3 separate regions of the Sus scrofa genome follow, and regions 2 and 3 are each linked to region 1. A link is a contact called in public Hi-C and HiChIP or PLAC-seq data. All regions are on one chromosome and are shown on one strand. The core of a region is the stretch at or near the end of the contact, and the rest is flanking DNA. Distances in the headings are between cores, read along the strand shown. Region 1 holds the start of WWC2 (protein WWC2). Region 2 holds the start of ING2 (inhibitor of growth protein 2). Region 3 holds the start of CDKN2AIP (CDKN2A-interacting protein).

What was found. A called contact is a pair of places that touch in the nucleus more often than the background predicts. HiChIP or PLAC-seq counts read pairs in DNA pulled down with a chosen protein or histone mark.
Region 2: a contact with region 1 is called in a Hi-C map of liver, with 4 times the contacts expected there. The contact joins the promoter of ING2 here to the promoter of WWC2 in region 1. A contact is called at or near these places in 3 of 47 Hi-C or Micro-C datasets (heart right ventricle, liver and skeletal muscle).
Region 3: an H3K27ac HiChIP or PLAC-seq map of alveolar macrophages shows a contact between it and region 1. The contact joins the promoter of CDKN2AIP here to the promoter of WWC2 in region 1. A contact is called at or near these places in 1 of 5 promoter capture datasets (liver), 1 of 47 Hi-C or Micro-C datasets (liver) and 1 of 2 datasets of contacts at active chromatin or transcription factors (alveolar macrophages).

The regions. Positions count from the first base shown.
Region 1 is chr15:44,613,976-44,617,222 of Sscrofa11.1, reverse strand. It overlaps WWC2 (protein WWC2), which reads right to left and starts at 1,492. Exons shown (of 25, transcript XM_003359464.5): 1 at 979-1,492. The coding sequence starts at 1,109.
Region 2 is chr15:44,916,037-44,919,283 of Sscrofa11.1, reverse strand. It overlaps ING2 (inhibitor of growth protein 2), which reads right to left and starts at 1,689. Exons shown (of 2, transcript XM_003133342.5): 1 at 589-1,689. The coding sequence starts at 760. It overlaps LOC100621235 (a long non-coding RNA gene), which reads left to right and starts at 1,718. Exons shown (of 5, transcript XR_001301384.2): 1 at 1,718-1,803.
Region 3 is chr15:44,883,885-44,887,131 of Sscrofa11.1, reverse strand. It overlaps CDKN2AIP (CDKN2A-interacting protein), which reads right to left and starts at 1,529. Exons shown (of 3, transcript XM_021074832.1): 1 at 65-1,529. The coding sequence starts at 336.

The DNA of each region.
Region 1 (3,247 bases), core at 243-2,742:
AAAAGATGGGAGAGAGAAACATTTGTGATCATTCAACTAAAACTTCGGCTCCTGAACTTCTAAGATGATGAAATGTTCCTCCTCTTCACTTCTGAGCGGGAATAAAAAGTGTGTTGCAAACTAGAAAAAAAATCATGCTAAGCTCAAGTAAGTCAACGTTCCTTGATAACCAAGGTTCCTCTCCACTGTTCATTTCACTACTTCTTACTTCCAAACAGAATCTGCCTTTTCAAGATCTGGAAGTCAGTTCAAGTTTTCAGGTGAAGACTAACACTAGGCAGCAAAACCCCAAACAAACGTTTGTAAAATCTGAGGGGCGAGGTCAATGACATTCACCGCCAGGGCCCAGCGAGGAAGGGTGCCTGGGACCCCTCCATGCCCAGGGCCTCCTGACCGGTGGCATGCCCCATCAGGAACGTGCAGCCAAGGCGGGGAGCCAAGAACAGCCAAAGAGATGCCACAGGTGGCCTGGACGGCAAGTCGGCCCCACCTTGCACTTAGGCCTCCTCCCGGGAGGCCCCGGGCCCGGCCCCGCCTCCCAGGCCCTATGTACCCTCCAGCCTCAATTTGGCCAACTTTAGGCGGAGGCGAGCTCGGAGCAGGGCTCAGGTGGTCCCTCTGGGTCTGTTAGCGGGACACAGAGTGCCTGTCCAGGCGTCAATTCCACCCTTCCCTCTGCGCCCGGAGCGTCTAAAGGTCCCAGGGCCGTCGGGAAGTGGGTGGGCAAGGGGGCCCTGGAAGGGGCGGCCCCAACCAGCCCCTGCCTGGGCGGCTGGCCGGCTGACGCAGCCCCGGCTCGGTCAGACGGTCCCGCTCCTCCTTTCCGGGACCCCTCCTGGCACCCCGGGACCGGCGACGCCCCACGCCCCACGCCCCCCTAGTCGGCGGGCGCCGCCGCTCGGCCGGGTCTCCCGGACAACAGCAGCCGCCGCGCTTCCGAGGCGGGTCCCTGCGCCCACCCGCGGCCCGGCCGCCCACCTGTCCCGGGGGTCGATCCAGCTGGTCCTCCGGGTGTTGTGGTCGATGTAGAAGACCTTGCCGTCGTAGTCCCTGGCCTCCTCCCAGCCCCGGGGTAGCGGCAGCTGCCCGCTCCCGGCCCTCCTAGGCATGGTCGGCGGCCTCGCCGGCGAGCGGCGCCTCCATAGGGACCCGGCGCGGGACGCGGCGGGAAGGCTACTGCCCGGCCCGGCCGCCGCACCGGACCCGTGTGCCGGCGAGGGGCTGCGGGGTGCAGGGCGCGGCGGGGCCACGCGCGGGGGGCGCCTCAGGAAACCTTGTTCTCGGCCCCGCCGGGGATCAGTCCACCATGTCTGCGTCGGAACAGACGATCGAACCCTCCTCCTCCTCCTCGCGGCTGCCGCCGCTGCCTCCGCCTCTTCCTCCTCCTCCCCGTCCCCCTGTGGCCGCAGAGGGTCGCGGCGCCCAGGCTGCCCCAGCCGCCGCCGTCTGGGCTCAGATCCGGGAAGCTCGGCTGAGCCGCGGCCGTGGCGGCTACGGGCCTCCTCATTTGCATGTTATTAGCATGCGCCCCGCCCACGGACCGCCCCGCCCGCCCCTCCCCTCGCTCCTCATCTGCATGCACATTCCTCGCCGCCACATTCCAGGGCTTAACCCTGCAGCTCCCGCGGCTCGCTGCGCCTGCCGGGGCGCCGGCCTGAGCCAGGGGCGGGGGAGGGGAGCCGAAGGCCAGGTGGGAGGGAAGTGGGCGAAGGAATGCGCTGCTCGCCCCTTCCCCGTGACCCCCAGTATCTCCCTACGGCCAAGCACTTCGGGTTTTTAGAGTTTCCGGACTGGAAAGACAGCTAGAGAGAAGTCTCCGTAGCGCTCTCAACCTCTTTCCGACTTCTAGGGAAACCACACGACTTGCGAGAGGAAAGGGGTGGGGACGCTCTCTTCGGAAGAAAAAGTCCCAACAAACAGCGAGGGCACAGAGGCTCCCCCATGCTGCGCCCCGCGGACCCCCAGGGCGGTCCCGGCCGGTGGGAAAAGTGTGAAAAGCCCCGCAAGCCCTTGAAGCGCGTTGGTGGCGTGTCCCGGGCGGCCTCGCCCCCGGGGCCTCTGCAGAGCTCCCGGCCCTCGGTGACCTCAGCCGACAGGCCGCGGGCCTGGTGGAGGAAAGCGAAGGCGGGTCCCGCTCTCTGGGCGCCGCGACACGCCTGCCCCAGTGGCCCGCGGAGGGGACTCAAACCTGAGTCCGAGCAGCCGCTGCTCCTCCAAACCTTCCCGCACTACCCCCCCACCCCGCTTTTCTCCGCGGATGTCGCCGCCCTCGGGCCTGGGGCGCTTCACCCGCGGGGCCCCTCTGCCGCTGGCCTCCGCCGCAGAGCTTAGCTGGACGTGGACGCACCCCATAACCAGCCCCTTCGGTTCGCTCCTGCCCCGGGAAGACCCTCACTCCGAGCCCTGCTCTGGTCTAGAAGGCGTGGGCCACCCTGCTGGAGGGGACTCCTGGCAGCCCGGCGGCCAGGCTTTCCGGGCCTCTGGATGTGACCGGGAAGGAACGTGGACTTTCCCTCATTCCACAAGCTTTTATTTATTCAGCAGCTACTATGTCCCGGTCGGCCCTGAGGAGGGGCCGGACGTCGGGCGACGGTGCGAGGAGCAGCAGGTCTGGCAGGGCCCAGACAACAGAGTGTTTTTCGCCCCCAGCCCCTGGATCTGGAGGAAGCTTCCCAGTCCACAATGACAGCTCCAGCCAGGTCTATACCAGCGTCCTCCATTCTTACCCTTCCAGATTACTAACCAGCTTCTTTTAGACTTAAACAAACAAACAAACAAACAAACAAACAGGAAGACCCCGGAGATCAGTCATTCACCTCTGGGTGTGAATTCGCCTAATCCTGCCGGCTAATGCTTAAAAGACTTCCCACCTTGTGAGGGACACAGCGGTGGGCAAGGGCTTTCAGCGGTGTGCTAAAACGTCCGCCTCCCTCTCCTGGATTCACAGGCCAGTAAGGGAGTCCAGTGGATTTGTGATTCACTGTGCTGGCTCTGGTGAAGTTGGTGTAGCGGCTGCCTTGGCGGGTGGGGATGGCCTCTGGTTCTCCAGGCTTTCGGGGCTTCTGAGGTCAACCTCGAAGGAGGAGGAGGATGGTCTTGCAGGGTAAGGACGGAGGATCAGGCTCAGAACAGCTTTACGGCGGGACTGGACTTGCCTTCTCTGGCGAGGGCCTTAGAAGAGGTTGTGTTGTCCTTGTAGAGTCAGGGCAGAAACTTTAAACACTGGAAACCCTGAAGAGCTCAGAAG
Region 2 (3,247 bases), core at 440-2,939, 300 kb before region 1:
TCCCGAGTCCGGAGCCTGAGAGCCGACGGAGGGACCTCCCCGGAGGCCGCCTTCGCAGCCCTCTAGCCCCCTCCCCCTCGCACGTTCCAATGCATCTGCTCTCAAGGAGTGGGGGCCCACCTGGGGGGTGGGGAAAGCCAGGCCCAGGAGACCAGCGGGAGTCCGGCCGCGGCCGGCCGCTCACTCCCCACAGCCCCGCCTGGCCGTACACTCCCCGGCCGGGGCAGGAGGGTCTGCGGCACCGGGCAGGGGAGCGCCGGAACAAATGCTTGCTGCTTAAAATGGCTGATTCCCCTCCACACCAGCTGCAGCCTCCGGGTCTGCAGCGGGGGCTGTCGAGCCGCCCCCACCTCCACCCTTGAGACTCCAAGAGAAGTCCTCGCCGACCGCAGGGGGAAGGGAGGGCCGCGAACCCCGTCTCCAGTCCCGTTCTCCCGTCCCACACACCAGACCCCTCTGTACACTCGGGGAGACTGTCACAGGAGAAATGGAAAGCGGCACTTCCCCAGGCAGGCTCCGAGGGACCGTGCCCGGCGGCCAGCGGATGAGTTGGGGGAGGACCCGCACAGGCAGTCCCGCGGCCCCTACCTTGATATTTGTTGTCCAACTCTCGCAGCACGGACACGTTCCTCTGCATGTCGTGGGGCAGCGACTCCACACACTCGAGGTAGTCCTGCACGTAGCAGGTGAGAAGCCGGCTCCGCTCCCCGGTCAGGAGTGCGGCCGACGAGTAGAGTTGCTGCTGCTGCTGCCCTAACATCCTGCCGCCGCTGCTGCTCCTCGCCGCCGCCGCCGCCGCCGCCTCCGCATCCAGCAGCCACTCATGCAACAGCCACGGCCGCCGCGGCTCCTCTGCTCCGCAGCCCGGCGCCGCGGGGACACCCGCAGCCGCTCAGGAGGGCACAGCCGAGTCCCCCGATCTCCACTCCCCCCAAAAAGAAGCCCTCACTCCCCGCCCCCGCGGTAACAAGCCCAGGGGCGGGGCGAGATCTGGGCTCCCTCCTTTTTCCCCTCCCTCCCCAGGACTAGAGCAGCGGGGATCCCCCCAGCGGAGCTGGCGCCGGGGTCCCGGGCGTTGACACTTCCTGTCCCCCTCAAAATCCCCAGATGCTACCGATGCCGCTTCGCAGCTCGGAACCCCATGACAAGCCTTTCGCTGCCCCTTTCCTCCCAATCACCCTCGGTGCCTGTCGGAGAGTCTCTCACTGGATTGCCCCCGCCCCTCCGGCTGCGGACGCGTCTGCGCCTGCGCAGGCCTCCCTCCTAATAAGGCCGGGGGCCCGCCCCTACCGCCCTACCGAAAGGTTCGCATTCTCCCGCCTTCCCTCCGCCACCCGGGTGATTGGTCTGTAAACTCTCGGCCCGGGGCGGGGGGAGGGTGCGAAGGGCAGCCAAACGGCAGGCTGCGCACCGCCCCCTCTTAAAGGGGAAGCACTGTCAAGTCCACCTCTTTGCTCAAGGTCTGAATGGGACTTGCGGGGGCTGACGGCTGAGTCCTCCCTTTCGTCCTTCCCACAGGGAGGGGGAAGCTTGGACCAGCTCCCCCAGCCCGGTGTTACCGACTTTTCCCCCATCAGGTGGATCAAGCGCGGCCCCTCGCAAGCCTTAAAAGGAGCAGCGGGCGGTGGCTCTCCGCCGCGACCCTGGAGGGAGGCCTTGCGGGTCGACGCGGCGGCTTGCAGCGGGCGCGGCTCCGAGCATGCGCGGCGGCTGTGTGCCCGCCCGCTCGGCACCGCCCTCGGGCTCGGTCCTCCTCCCGCCGCGGCCTGTAGGCTCCCGGAGCATCCGGGGCTGATCGCGGAGGTAGGCGGTGCCCCCACAGCCCCCTGAGGTTTCTTTCTCCCTTAGTCGATCCGTGTTTTGAATCTCCTGGCTTCAACGAGGTCCCACCCTTCCTCAGACGCGGGGCCCCCCCGCGCCGTCCCACGACCGTGCAGGTTTTGTCCACCCTCCCGCTCTTGGGAGATCGAGTTTAGTGTGGGCTGACTGCCCTGAAAACTGTCCAACGGGTAACCTTAAAAAAAGAAAAAGAAAAAAGTTTCCCCCCGGGGGATCAGAACGTTTAAGCATTAAACGTCGGCTAGGGCTTCCTGGCGGCTTGAGGTTCACCACCACCTTAACATCTTTCTCCTCTAAGACAGAAAAACACTGGGGGGCCCGAGGACAAGGGGTGGTGAAGACGCGAGGAAAAACCTAATTAGGAATCAGGTTCACGTCCTCATCTAGGTGATCGGTCGACAGGGTTTAATTTCTGTCTTTTGTAAACTGAAATGCCAGGCAGAGGAGCTAATTTTAATTTCAGATGGACTCAGTTTGTATAATGACGTGTGTTTTTGGAAGAAACGGGTGTAAAGAGAACTAATACAAAGAGAATTTTAATGGCGTGCCAAAGTAAACAAACACTATTGTGAGTAGCACATTTGAGTTAAAAAGAAAACGTGAGTGGGTGATAAATTTGGATTTCTCCTTATATCCATTTGGTTCGCCGCGGTGGTGCACTTGCATGGTGACCTATTTAGAGTACTTTTGAAATAGCTGTTAATAGTATGGTTACCATTGACATGCAAAGAGAAATCTAGACCTTGAGGTACAGGATATTTTAAATTTTAAAGCCGAAACAAAGCATTCTTGGAAATTTGAGTCTTGGGAACAAAGTAATATTACACAGGACTCGAAGATTGTCATGTGCTATTTTCCTGTGACACTTTGAGGTTTTGACCACTTCAACCCAGGCAGTGTAGTATTGTATTTCAGAGAATCATCTAGGTTTCTTATTGTTGTCCTCCTTTAAATCTCTTAGGTTAAGCAGCCAGATCTTGTCAAAAAACAGTCACTGTGAAAAATTGAATTTTATCACTTTTTGCCTGAACCTTACTAGTTTTGTTTACACATAGATTTAAATCGGTTAGGGTTTTTTTGAAGGCCCCAAATAATGCACAATGTCTTATTATTTATTGATTCTGATTAGACATAGAATGCACCTATGATTTTATTCAGCCTAAATAGTGATCTGCAGGCAGATATGACACATGGTTAGAAAGTAGAAGTGAGAAAAGGCAGTGATTCTGAATACCTAGAGCACTCCCTCCAAGAACAGAAGAGCATGAGATGAAGGGAGGATGAATATGCAAATGTAAAACTTTTAGAGCATTATTTTCACCTTTCATAATCCTATTGAACAAGCTGAAAGGAAGCAAAAAAAAAAAAAAAATCCAGATAATGATTTTTGAGCTTGTGTTTTTCTAAA
Region 3 (3,247 bases), core at 280-2,779, 270 kb before region 1:
CGGGCCCCAGGCCGGGGCAGAAGCCAAATCCAAGAGAGCTGCTCAGGGAAGCCTGCTCACTCACCGGCACCCGAGGAAGACGTGGTTGGCCCAAGCCATGGAAAAGGAGATAAGCTGCTGCAGCTGCCGATTTCGGGTCCCGCTCTCCGCATCGGCGGCCTCCTCCGGACGAGCGGAGGCAGCGCCGCCGGCGGGGGCCAGGTCCCCGGCGTTGCGGAGCAGGAACTCCCGGCGGTGGCGCCAGTGTTTGTCGGTCTCGCCGTCGCAACGCAGCGCCTCCACCCAGGCGGCTACCCGCGGGTTCTGGCTCAGGTACTCCGACACCTCCTGCGCCATGTTGGGCCTGAGGGTCGCGGAGGCCAGGAGCGGATGCTGCACCGAGAAGGTGGCGGGGAGCGCGGGCGAGCGGCCCTGTCACTGAGGCCTGCACCGGCGGCTATCCAGAGAACGCCCCTCGGAAGGCCCAAACACCAAACAACAGAGCCGAGAGCAGCTGAACCGCCCACTTCCGCCCGCCGCCGGCTCCTTCCCTTTTATAACCTCGCCGCCGCCGAGCGCCCAAGCGTCCTTCCGGCGTGATCCGGCTCTCCCAGGACGCTTTGCGGCGCGCGAGCAGCCGCGGCGCTGCAGCCCCGGCCGCAGGGGAGGGGAGGGGAGTGGAGGCGGGGCGAGGGGAGGTGGGCGTGCGCCTCCCGCCCCGCTAGGGCGCGCGGCCAGTGGAGTCGCCCGGGACCCCCTCGGTCTGGACTCCAAGACTCCTCGTTTCCGGTCGGCTTTGTGACGCCGCGCCCTCTGGCCGCCTCCCTCCCGCGCCGGGAGGGCCGAGTTATCGCGTGCGGGGCGCGTCCTCCCGGACTTTAGCCGCCGCCCGGACGCGAGGTCTGGGCGTCTCGGCAGTAAGACGCCGATTTTGAGCGGGCCAGAGTAAACAAAACTCGCTCCAAATTTCCATTATGCAGAAAACGGCTTCCAGCTCTGTAGACAAGTGTAGACAAGCGAGGCCTTCCGAGGCAGTCCGGGTCGCGGGGCATTCAGGAATGTGCGGGCGCATATTAACTTAAATTGTACTAATAATAAAGGTAATAAGGTAATATTTAATCCTGTTCGGGGTTGCCTTGTGGAGCCCAGTCTTTGAAAACTAGTCCTGGCCCTACAGACTTGGGTTTGGTTTACGCAGTTCAGCACGGGCAGTACGTCTTCCCCTCTGGTGGGTTTTAGTCAGTAACTTAAACGCTGCGCCAAGGACCTGCAGTCTCTGTCGTGTCTCCTTAGATTAACAAACAGTAGCCCCGCTGGTCGATGGTCAGGAGGCGACTTGGGAAAGTGCGTTTGTCTCTTCGCCTCAAATCTTCCCCTCTTAAAGCTTTCTTTTTTCTTTTTTTTTTTTTTTTGCATTTTTTAAATATTTGAGTGTCCACACTTAAATCATTACTGCCGGCTTGCCTGTTGTTTCCAATATTATTTCCAATAATATTAGGCATTTGGGTATTTTATGGTTAATAAAATTTAATAAAAAGATAAGTGATAACATAATGATAAATTACGAAATAATAAAATTTGCTTTCACTAAATATTTGTTGATTTTGAATTTAAAATAATTAGAATAGGAGTTACCGTCATGGCTCAGTGGTTAACGAATCCGACTGGGAACCATGAGGTTGCGGGTTCCCTCCCTGGTCTCCCTGAGTGGGTTAAGTTTTCGGAGTTGTCATGAACTGGTGTAGGTCGCAGACACGGCTCAGATCTGGCGTGGCTGTGGCTGGCAGCCGTAGCTCTGATTAGACCTCTAGCTTGGGAATTTACATATGCCCTGGGTGCCGCCCTAAAAAGACAAAAACAAAAACCAACCAAACAAACAAAAAACAATAATCAAACAAGCAAAAAGAAAGAAAAAGCCATGTAATTTATATGCATACTGGAATAAGCAAAATTCAGCTAGTAAATGAAATCAATAGTGCCCACTTTTCCTGCCATGCCAAATGAAATGACATAAAAGGCATAGGCACAGAGAACTGTTGAAGCTTGGGATTTTGCTTCTAGTTTTGCTCTTCTTTCCTATTTCCCTAAAGCTTTAGAGGGGTGAAAATATGTGGGAATCTGGCAATTTAAAAGACTAGAGAAATTTCATGGTGTTTTCCTTTCATGTATTCTTTGGCATGGGGGAAAGAGCAAGTAAAAGAATCTGTGCTTACATACCTGGATGATATTTGCACATTTTAAACCAAGAATTTTCTCACTTTTTTCTTTTCGTCTTGTAGCCTTCCACCCAGGGGCTTCATTGCCTTGCAGGGAGAGCAAATAGAGCCTGGATTTCAAAATCCATTGTTAAAGTTATAATAAAAGCAATATGGTCAGAAAGCTGGAGTTATTTCTCGTTTGCAAAAGCCAGGTACTTGACAAAAAGATACATGTTTTGGTTTTTTTGTTTGTTTTTGTTTTTCCTTAAAAGTTTGAATTTGCACATGAAGATTCAAGGCATAGACCATGGACCACAAAGTTAAGAAGAGTACTATATATTGGACTAAAAAATTTTTTTAAGCCCTCTCACCATACAAAGACTTAATGAACTGGAGGGAGTAAGGATTCAGAGAAAAAGAAGGGAACTTTCGAAAATCAATGTGGGGCGGTGTGGCTTCGATTAGGAGTAGGGAAGTGTTGACTCTCTCTGGACCATTAGAAGTAGACAGCCCATTAGTGCCCTGAGCCAGCTTGGGTTGCCTTTAGAGGAGAAATGAGAGAAGTGCAAATCAAAACTACAATCAGGTATCAGCTCACACTGGTCAGAATGGCCATTATCCAAAAATCTACAAATAGTAATGCTGGCGAGGGTATGGAGAAAAAGGAACCCTGCCACGCTGTTGGTGGGAATGTAAGCTGGTGCAGTCACTATGGATAACAGTATGGAGATTCCTTAAAAAACAAAAATGAAGTAGTTCCCTTGTGGCATAGCAGGTTAAGGATTTGGTGCTGTCACTGCTATGGCTTGGGTTGAGGCTATGGTGTGGGTTCAGACCCTGGGCCAGGAACTTCTGCATGCTGAGAGCATGCCCCCCGCCCCCCATAAAAACCAACTAGGGCTACCATATGATCCTGCAATCCCACTCCTGGGCATGTATCAGGAGAAAACCATAATTTGAAAAGGTACATTGACCCCAATGTTCATTGCAGCAGTATTTACAATAGCCAAGACATGAAAGCAAACTAAATGTTCATGAATGGGTAAAGAAGATGTGTGTGTGTGCGCCTA